2 separate regions of the Canis lupus genome follow, and region 1 is linked to region 2. A link is a contact called in public Hi-C data. All regions are on one chromosome and are shown on one strand. Each heading gives the region's core, a stretch centred on a gene start, on an enhancer-like site or on the middle of the called end of the contact. The rest is flanking DNA. Distances are from core to core; before and after follow the strand shown.

Region 1 (4,884 bases), core at 466-2,965, 180 kb after region 2:
TCCACATCGGGCTCTCGGCTAAGCAGGGAGTCTGTTTCTCCCTCTGCCCCCTCCCCCCTGCTCATGTTCTCCCTCTCTCAAATAAATAAAATATTTTTAAAAAAACAAAGATCTCTTGAATGAAAAGAAATTCTACAGTAATTTTGGCCAAAAGACTGTGTTTTTCTTTCTTTAACAAAAGGACAAACCTTAATACGATGTGTAACATGTGAGAAATGATAAAAATTATCTCACTTTTTTTCTTAAGGATTTTTTTTTAAGATTTTAAGATTTTTTTTTTTTTAAATTCATGAGAAACACAGAGAGGAGAGAGAGGCAGAGACACAGGCAGAGGGAGAAGCAGGCTCTATGCAGGGAGCCCGACGTGGGATTCAATCCCAGGTCTCCAAGATCATGCCCTGGGCCGAAGGCGGCACTAAACCGCTGAGCCATCCGGTCTACCCAAATTATCTCCCTTTAAGGCCAAGTTCAGCTACCCACTCCTAGATTAGCCTCAGCCCTATAATAAGAATAAAAGTGACAAGAAGGTTCCAAGGAAACAAACACAGATGAACAGAGTTGGCAGACTGTTACCTGGAAGAAATGATTCAGCCTGGAGGCCCGGCTGGCAATGGGTTCAGCAGCACCAGCGTCCATTTGATTCCGTGCTCCATACTTGAACTTCAACATCTCCCTAACAGGGAAGAGACATAGAAGGTCAAGTGTTTACTGCCAATTTGAGGACGAACAGCTTGAAAGATCCTATCTTCCTCAAGATGTCAGGGATAGGAAGGTGAAAACCAACCACTATGAAACAAGTCTTGGAAAGTTCAGTCTGGCAATGGACATTACAAAGCGGATTATTTGCCCACTGTAACAAGAGGTAATACACTCATCTGACATATTCTCTTACTTACAAATAAATTTATTATTCTGCTCCGTGGATAATGTAAGCTCCACAAGAGCAGAAACACAGAGCCTGGCAAGTAGCAGGTGCTAATGAAGACTTATTGAAATGAATGATTGAAATAAGCAAATTACACAGTATGTTAGATAGTAATAGGCGCTACAGAGTTCTAAAAAAGAGAGAGGGAAATAAGGGTAATTGGTGTGTGCCCGCATTTTTTTAACAGTGTAGCCACAGTAGACTACACTGAGAAGGTAACGTTTGAAGCAAGTGGGTAAGCAGTGAGCCTTGCTGATGGGCGGGGGAGGCAAGCAAAGCGTGCGGCGCCCAGGAACAGCGGAACAGCCGGGGCCCAAGCACCGAGGCAGGACCTGGGCTTCCCTGACCCCGCCGCGGAGGGGAGAGAGGCTGCAGCACCGGGAAAGGGGCGGGACGCAGGTGACTGCGGATACCGAGAGCGTGAGGGAGGACACTCCAGCAGACGGAACAGCGCAGGAGCACGCAAGGGACCCCACCCGGCTTAAGACGGGTGCAATTCCTTCTGCCCCGGGCACCACCTGCAGACCCTTCGGCTCCCTAGGAGGGGGGCGCGCATCGCCAGCCGAGGGCCACCCCGCGCCCCCGCCCCGGCAGCCCTGGGGGCGGCACCGCCACCCACCCCGCCCACCCCACAGCGGGAAGGAAAGCCGGGACTCGTGTGACTGGAAGCGGCCCTCCCCCCGGCCTCGCAGAGTGGGGTGGGGGGAAATGGGCGTGCGGGATTCGGACTCACGCTCCGCCGACCCCGCCAGTCCGCGTTCTGCTCCGCCCCGCGCCTCCCGCCGCCGCGTTTGAACCTAGCGAACGGCATGGGCGGGTCTCAGCCGTGCCCCAGCCAATCAGAGTGCCCGCTCCTAGGACGACCCTCTGCGTCCCAGCCAGGCCCCACCCAAAGTCCTTAAAAGGAAAGAGGAAGTGGAAGGGAGAACCAATCAGATTGTGTCTTCCTCCGACTCGTGACCAATGGGAAACGGGGAAGGAGAAACCCTGCGGGGCAGCTCCTGGGAGTTTGAAATTGGCGGTTAAGGGATCCCTGGGTGGCGCAGCGGTTTAGCGCCTGCCTTTGGCCCAGGGCGCGATCCTGGAGACGCAGGATCGAGTCCCACGTCGGGCTCCCGGTGCATGGAGCCTGCTTCTCCCTCTGCCTGTGTCTCTGCCTCTCTCTCTCTCTCTCTGTCTCTCTGTTACTATCATGAATAAATTAAAAAAAAAAAAGAAGACTATCATTTAAAAAAAAAAAGAAATTGGCGGTTAAGCAGCATGCTGCGTTTAAGGATGTGTCTGTTTGGGTGTCCAGGATCCCTGGGGAGGTTACGGGGGGGGGGCTCTGTCCTCTGCTTCCATAGCCACCCGCGAGAAGGAAGGCAGCCAGGCTGCTCTGGTCTTCTTTGTTCCTTAAAGTGGCCTAAAGTTGAAGTACTTGTTATTTCGGGAAATCAGGGAGCTGAATGCAGGACTCGATTCCAGGACCCTGGGATCATGACCTGAGCCAAAGACAGACGCTCAACCACTGGGCCACCCAGGTGCCCTGAAAGGACATTTTAAAATCAGTTAAACGCAGGAGATGGAACTATAAATTAGCACAGTCTCTTAAAAAAGTTTGGTTCTATTGGATAAAGTTGAAGATAAACACATTCCATGTCTCATATGCACAGGAATGTACAAATAGTATTGTATGACATAATGGCAAAAAAAAAAAAACCTGGAAACAACGCTAATGTCTATCAGCAGCACAAAGTATAATTTTTATATGGTGGTGTTTTCATACATTAATGAAAAGGAATAAATACAGTTAAACATAATGATATAATGAGTTTTGAAACAATGCCGAATGAAATGACAATAGAACAAAGTATGACTTCATTAATGTAAATTTCAAAAGCACACCAAAAAAAAAAAAAAAAAGAAAGTGAAGAGAGTGAGGTATGTGCAGGTGGTAAAACCATAAAGCAAAAATCAAGGTGCTTGGGTGGCTCAGTCAATTAAGCGTCTGCCTTCCTCTCAGGTCATGATCTCAGGGTCCTTGGGATCCAGGTCCACATCATAGGGCTCTCTTCTCAGCAGGGAGCCTGCTTCTCCTCTCCCTCTGCTGCTCCTCCTGCTTATGCTTGCTCTTTCTCTCTCTCCCTCAAATAAAATCTTTTTTAAAAAGCAAAAGTCAGGAGAGTAGTTCCTTGAAGCTAAAATGGAGGCCATTCAAGGTGTCAGGGTGCTGCTATGATCTATTTCTTAACCTAGATGGTAATACTATGGATATTTGTTTTATAATTATTAAATGGGGGATCCCTGGGTGGCGCAGCGGTTTGGCGCCTGCCTTTGGCCTACGGCGCGATCCTGGAGACCCGGGATCGAATCCCACGTCGGGCTCCCGGTGCATGGAGCCTGCTTCTCCCACTGCTTGTGTCTCTGCCTCCCTCTCTCTCTCTGTGTGTGACTATCATAAATAAATAAAAATTAAAAAAAACTTATAATTATTAAATTGGGTGTGCATGTGTATGTTCTATTTATGTATATAAAATGTTCTATTTATGTATATAAAAAATTTAAAGAGTCTTGTTCCCTTCTAATTCCTACACTACATAGACCTAGAGATGTGTTATCACATGCACGTATATACACATACACCTGTGTATATCAATACAAAACCATAGCTACAGACTTGCTGAATACACTTTTTTTTTTCCCAAATCTAACTTGCTCTTCCTCCTTGGGACAATAATGATAGCTACTATTTATCAAGCCCCGTCCCCTACTAAACACTTTATCTCATTTAATCCTTACCACAACGCTAAGAGAGAGGAACTATAATCCACATTTTATAGATGGAAAAACTGAAACTGAGAGAAGTGGGGTGGATAATTTTGGGACATTCAACTTTAGGAGGTGGAATGGAGTTTGGAACTCCCGAACTAACTGACTCCAAACCCTTTTGTCTATACAAAACCCGCTTCTCAGAAAACATTGGAAATTCTCCCAGCCTCTGCTTTTGTCATATTGTAAGGGCTGACCCAGTATAGAAAGATGTAAAGCAAAATTAAATGCTTTTAAATGGCATGTTGGGGGTGGCAAGGTGAGAGGAGATGCAAAGTGGGTTATAGCCAGCTGTTGACTTGATAAAAAGAATCTCAGGTCTGAATGTGGATCTAGTCAATGCTTCTGATTTTTCTAGTCCAGCCAAACCTGTTAGTTTCCTGGCATCAGAAATAGAAGCCTTTACCAGAATCTTGGGACTTGTTCATCCTAAATTAGACTGCAGTGTTAGCAGCACTGTTTTGCACTGCCCTGAATCTTGCCTAGATATCCTAATTTCCCGTTAGAACAATTACTGGCCTCTGCAAATCCTTTGTGAAACAAGACAGAGAATAAAAAACAAATAAAATGAATACAGAAATATATAGTCAAAAAAAACACATTAACTCCAATTTTCTTTCAGAAGTAGTGGCTAGCTGCACAGAACATGTATGGGGAGAGCAAATAAGAAGGGACCAAGAGTGGATATGAAGGTACTATAAAGGATAAGACATTGCCAAATAGAGCTGTTGTTAGAACTAGGCAGGGGCACCTGGGTGGCTCAGTCTATTAAGCGGCCAACTCTTGATTTAGGCTCAGGTCATGACCTCAGGTCCTAGGATAGAGCCCCACATCAGGCTCTGTGCTCAGTGAGGAGTCTGCTTGAGGATTCTCTCTCCCTCTCCCTCTGTTCCTCCTCCCTCCTCCACCTCCTCTCCTCTCTCTCTCTTCCAAATAAATAAATATTAAAAAAGAAAACTAGAGATCCCTGGTGGCGCAGCGGTTTGGCGCCTGCCTTTGGCCCAGGGCGTGATCCTGGAGACCCGGGATCGAATCCCACATCGGGCTCCCGGTGCATGGAGCCTGCTTCTCCCTCTGCCTGTGTCTCTGCCTCTCTCTCTCTCTCTCTGTAACTATCATAAATAAATAAAAATTAAAAAAAAATAAAA
Region 2 (5,177 bases), core at 1,346-3,845:
CTTTGTCCTCACATGCCCTTTCTTCTGAATGTGCATGGAGAGAGAGAATGGGGAAGTGGGGAGATCTGGGGCCCACGCTGTCACAGGGCAATCTTATCCAAGCCAGAGCAGGAGTCTTAAAACTTTCTTCATGCATAAAAACATCTGCATAGCTCAGATAAAGTGTCCATAGTTCATGTGTTCTTTATTACCTCTCAAGTTGTTTGGAGAAGAACCCAAAGCTCAATATCCTCGCATCCATGGCTTCCTCACTGCCTAATGTGAGCAACAAAAAACAGCTCAAAGGATGTATTCTGGACTATCCACCAGCCTGTCTTAAGTCCCCCCTGGGCACCACTAGAACCGCTTGCCTACCTGAATTATTGCTTTCTGTGAGTCTGTTTCTACCTTTACTCTGTAGATTCTTTTGGGGTTGATATCACATCTTATTTATTTTTGTCTTTAAAAACATTTTTTTAATTGCAAAAGTAGTACATCCTCACAGTAGAAAAAATTTCAAACAATAAACAAAAAAGAGAAAGTCCCCTTTCGATCTGCTTCTGTTTCCAATCTCACTCCTCTCCCCAGACGGGACAACTATTAACAGTTTGTTGTATATATTTTCAGAACTTTCCATTCACAAAAATAATAATGCCAATAAAAGTGCTAACCTCTGTTCAATGTTTACTGAATCAGGTGCTATGCTAAGCACTTTCCATGCATGTTCTCAGTTAACTCTCAAAACAAGCCTATAAGGTCGATGTTATTTTATTTCCTATTTCACAAAAGAGGAAAGGTAGGTGACAGTTACAAACAAGGTAAAGCCAGAACTTAAATCCAGGTAAGCTGACTTTAGGGCTCATGCTCTTAAACTCTATTGTTCTGCCACTTGCTTTGGGATTTGGAATGCCATAGACATTTCTCCCCAGTTACTCACAGAATTCTATTTCCTCCTTTTTCAAAGTTGTTCAGTATTCTATAAAATGAATGTATTTAGTTCATTTTGTTATTCTATTGACACACTTTTTTAAATGTTGCAGTCTTTCATTGCCTTATTTTATCAAATCTAAGAGCCCATTGATTTTAAGAAGCACCCAGTTTCAAAGCGATTAAAAAGTGAAATAAAATATGCATCTTGAAAAAAAGTGCATCTTAGAATCAATGTAAAGTGGCATCAGACACCTTGCTGCAAATGAACACGCATCCATATAACTTGCATGTGTATATTTCTGAAGTTCCCTGGAAGTAAAATTGTGCACTAAGATGAAGGTGCATTTTAAAAATTTTGATAGCCACTACCAAATCCCCTCCAGGAGACCATTTCTCAGTCATATCTCTCCCATTTTCTTAGCACAGTGCCTGGCACTTTGGAGGTATCAAATAGATGGTTGCTGGCCCAGCAAGTACAAAGTATTTTTGAGATACTCACATGCAAAACAAAAAGCAAAAACAAGAACAAAAAACCCCCTCCACCCCCGAAAAAAAGCCATGACAGTGGCTGACAGCAAGATTAGAATATTTTAGGACCACAATGTGTGCTAAAGCACTGGCCACAATAAGTGACAAACGCTAGTAAGTTAATTTTATGCAGAATTATGTGACCAAAGTGGTTATAAAATATCTTTCAATATTATCTACCAAAAGGCTGTGCACTCAATTTTTTAAAAATATACTACTAAGGGCACCTGGGTAGCTCAGTGGTTGAGCATCTATCTGCCTTTGGCTCAGGTGGCGATCCCAGTTCCTGGGATCCAGCCCCCATGGGGCTCCCCACAAGGAGCCTACTTTTCCCTCTGCCTCTCTCTGTGCATCTCTCATGGATAAATAAATAAACAAACAAATAAATATTTTTTAAATTAAAAAATAAAAATACACTAATAACTCCAGAGTTTTATGACCCTTCAGTTGCGAGAAATTTCCAAAACTCTTATGGTCTGTCATTTTCTCAAACACCTGCAAGGCTACTTGCCTCAGAATCACCTGGAGTGCTTATTAAAATGCAGAACCCACTCCAGAGCTTTGGAATCATAATTTCTGGGGCTTCGAGCCGGGGAATCTGCATTTTATGCAGGCAGCGAGTCTAAGGCACTCACAGCCCTGGGAGCTAGCGCATTAACGGGCTTTAATACGATGAGTCTCTTAATTAGATTAGCACCTTAACAACATTTTTGGCTGCTGAGTACAGAGTCAGCTGGAAGTGGGCAAAGATGGCTAAAATAGTTAATAGTAGGGTGCCTGAGTGGCTCAGTCCCTTAAGCCTCTGCTTTTGGCTCAGGTCATGATCCCGGAGTCATGGGATCGAGCCCCGCCTCCGGCTCCCTGCTCCTCAGGAGTCTGCATCTCCCTCTCCCTCTCCCTCTCCCTCTGTGAGCTCTGTCTCTCAAATAAATAAATAAATCTTTAAAAAAAAATAAAAAATATATATAAAAATAAAATAGTGAATGGCATCACTCACTTCTTCGCAGAGACACCCCGCGCTGGCACGCCCCCTGCCGGCCTTCAGCAGGCTGGTCCTGGGTCTGGCCCTAGCGGCCGACTGCGCCTGCGCGCTCCGAGGCGGGCGGAGGCCTCCTCAGAGCGCGGCGACCGAGCCAAGCCGGACCGGAAGCGGAACTGAGGTCGAGTTAGCCCCGTGCGCTTCGCCGGCCGCCACCGCCCCCACTCCGGATCCCCGGTGACTCGCGGACGCGCCGGAAGCGGAAGTTGCTAAGAGGTGGGGGGAGTTGTCGGGGAAGTGCCGAGGTATTTTCGGGAGATTTGGGTTCAGCGAGGTAGGGAAGCGTCGCCGTCCTTCTCACCCGCCTCGAGCCGGCTGCCGGCCCGGAACCCTCGCCTGAGGGGTGTGGCACTTGGGGCTCCGACTCCTTCCGCGGGGGGCGGGGAGGAGTGACCTGCTTGTGACCCGCTGGTTGCCGGAGTCCCCGGCCCCTTCCCTGGAGTGAGGCCCGGTCCGGCTTCCCGGTGTCCCCGGAGACCCCGCCATGGGCAACACGAGCAGCGAGCGGGCCGCGCTGGAGCGGCAGGGCGGCCACAAGACGCCGCGAAGGGACAGCTCGGGGGGCGCCAAGGACGGGGACAGGCCCAAGATCCTGATGGACAGCCCCGAGGACGCCGACCTCTTCCACTCCGAGGAAATCAAGGTGGGGGCGGCGGGGATCCGGCCCTCGTTGACTAATACTGAGGGGGAGGAGCCCTCTGCTAGAGTCCCCGCCGCGTCCCCTCTTAATTAAAACCCATCGCAGGTGGGACGGAGGTGATGCTTCACTCCGTGCGCTTAAAAGCCAGATGGCCCTGTAAGAGCCCTCTTAGCAGTCCAGGAACCTGTGTCTAATTACCGATGAGACAGTCACCCCGAGGGAGGAGGCACTAACTTCGTTTAACATCATTAAGGAGAAAGCAGCGCTGGGACAGGCGTTTCAGATCCTTAATTAATTAAGATCGTTGAGCTAGCAGCAGGTGAGCCCCAGTCTCTGCTTTCCTCTTAGGTATAATTAGTTTCACAGCTTTGAGAAATCTTTCCTCACCTTTATTAGGAAAAAAAAAAAAAAAAGCCTGGCACTTTTTTTCTAGTAGCTGGTTTTGCAGTTTATTGTCGATTTCGGAGACAACCCAGAGCCCGTGTATAAGCTGAAAGTCGAGTTGCACAGCCCCCTGCGGGTGCCGGAGGTGTTTTGTTTTTCCCGGAACTTTTGGTTCAGGGAGCTACTTGAGAGCGGTCCCTATAAAAGGAATTCCACTTTGGGAGGTCAGTGGGTGAGGGCAGTGTAAGCCTGGAAAGGGGGCAGCCAGCTGCTGCTCACCTTCTCTCTCCTGGTGTGTAAGTAGGACTTCATATTTTAAACAGACCAAAGCAAATATTTTTGCAGGCCAGATTTGGACATCCTACCCTAATCTGCTTTAATTCATCAAAACTTTGAAGATGAGTCTTGACTCCTGCTTCAGCCACATCTCTCTTAACCACCTGATGGGGTCTTGTGTTTCCAGCTGCAGGGCCCAGGCCTGGTCACCAAAGCCAAGGACACCTAGTGGTTTTGGCAGCTGATAAGCATGTGGTATATCCTAAGAAGGGAAGAACTGATCCCGTAAGGACAATGCCACAGAGTAGTTTTAGGAAGAATCAAGGTGTCTCCCCAGCCCAGTATATTCTCTGTTAGTACATTAATCATCAATCATGCATATTAGTCATCATTGCCCATTTGGCTAATTGCCTGGCAACTCATTCCACCTTTACTCATATTTTTTTTTTCTCAGATGTTGGGCTTGGTGATCACATTACTATCTTAAATCCTCACTTGGATTTTTGGCTTTGAGTCTCACTCTAGGGAGTCTGCTTTTACTGGGCCGTCTGTCCTGTGATTTGCACCTGCTTTGTGATTTTCATTGCATTCCTGAGGAGCTCCGTACGAAGTGAACTTTGGAATCTTGTTTCTCCAGTGATTGACATCCTTTCCCCTAGAAATAATTGTGGCCTAAGGACAGCTATTGAAGACACCTTAAGAACCAAACTACTTTCTTCGAGAAGTAGCTGTTGTTGCTCTTCCAAAATTCCTACGAGAAACGTTTAGCATACAGAGGATCTCTGGATAATTTCTTGATTTTAGATAGTGTCCATTATCACTTTTTCCAAAGTTACTAAAATGATGCAGCAGACTCACTGGATTGAATGCCTGAAACTCCCCAAAAAAGTTGTGGATTATTTTAGCTACACTACTTCACCATTTTGGCTGTGGTTAGTTATCACCTTCTCAGTGGCAGGGGACTCCAGTCCTTATTCTTTAATCTGTAGATCTTGTTCAATCTTTAAAGAATGCAAGTGTCATTTAAGATAAGCTCCAGTCAGTATTTGAAGTGAAGGTCTTAAAAGCTCGCTCAGCAACACCTTTAAGTGTCTCTCCCAGCCTGGAATTCCTGCTCTTTTAATGTCTTTGGCTTCTGACTAGGAAATATGTAAAAGATCCATAAGCACATATATTTCACCCAGAGTTGGGTGTGTTTATTTCTCTCTTATTTCGCAATACCTCAGTTACATAGCACTTTCTGCTCTAGAAGTTTCTGTTTGCCATACAGAGGGTCAGAGACTATGGTCTTACCTTTTTTTCCCAGTGTCTTGGACGTCACTTTAAATATTTTTTCCCTTAGAATCTAGATTTATGAGTTTTCCAGTTGACAGCTCTGGAATTGTCCCTGATAAATTTTCA

The links. A called contact is a pair of places that touch in the nucleus more often than the background predicts.
Region 1: a contact with region 2 is called in a Hi-C map of blood, with 4 times the contacts expected there. The contact joins the promoter of CIT here to the promoter of PRKAB1 in region 2. A contact is called at or near these places in 2 of 9 Hi-C or Micro-C datasets (amygdala and blood).

What each region holds. Positions count from the first base shown.
Region 1 is chr26:16,231,498-16,236,381 of UU_Cfam_GSD_1.0, forward strand. CIT (citron Rho-interacting kinase) reads right to left here and starts at 1,716. Exons shown (of 47, transcript XM_038575288.1): 1 at 1,659-1,716; 2 at 574-673. The coding sequence starts at 669.
Region 2 is chr26:16,050,721-16,055,897 of UU_Cfam_GSD_1.0, forward strand. It overlaps PRKAB1 (5'-AMP-activated protein kinase subunit beta-1), which reads left to right and starts at 2,596. Exons shown (of 7, transcript XM_038575277.1): 1 at 2,596-3,119. The coding sequence starts at 2,961.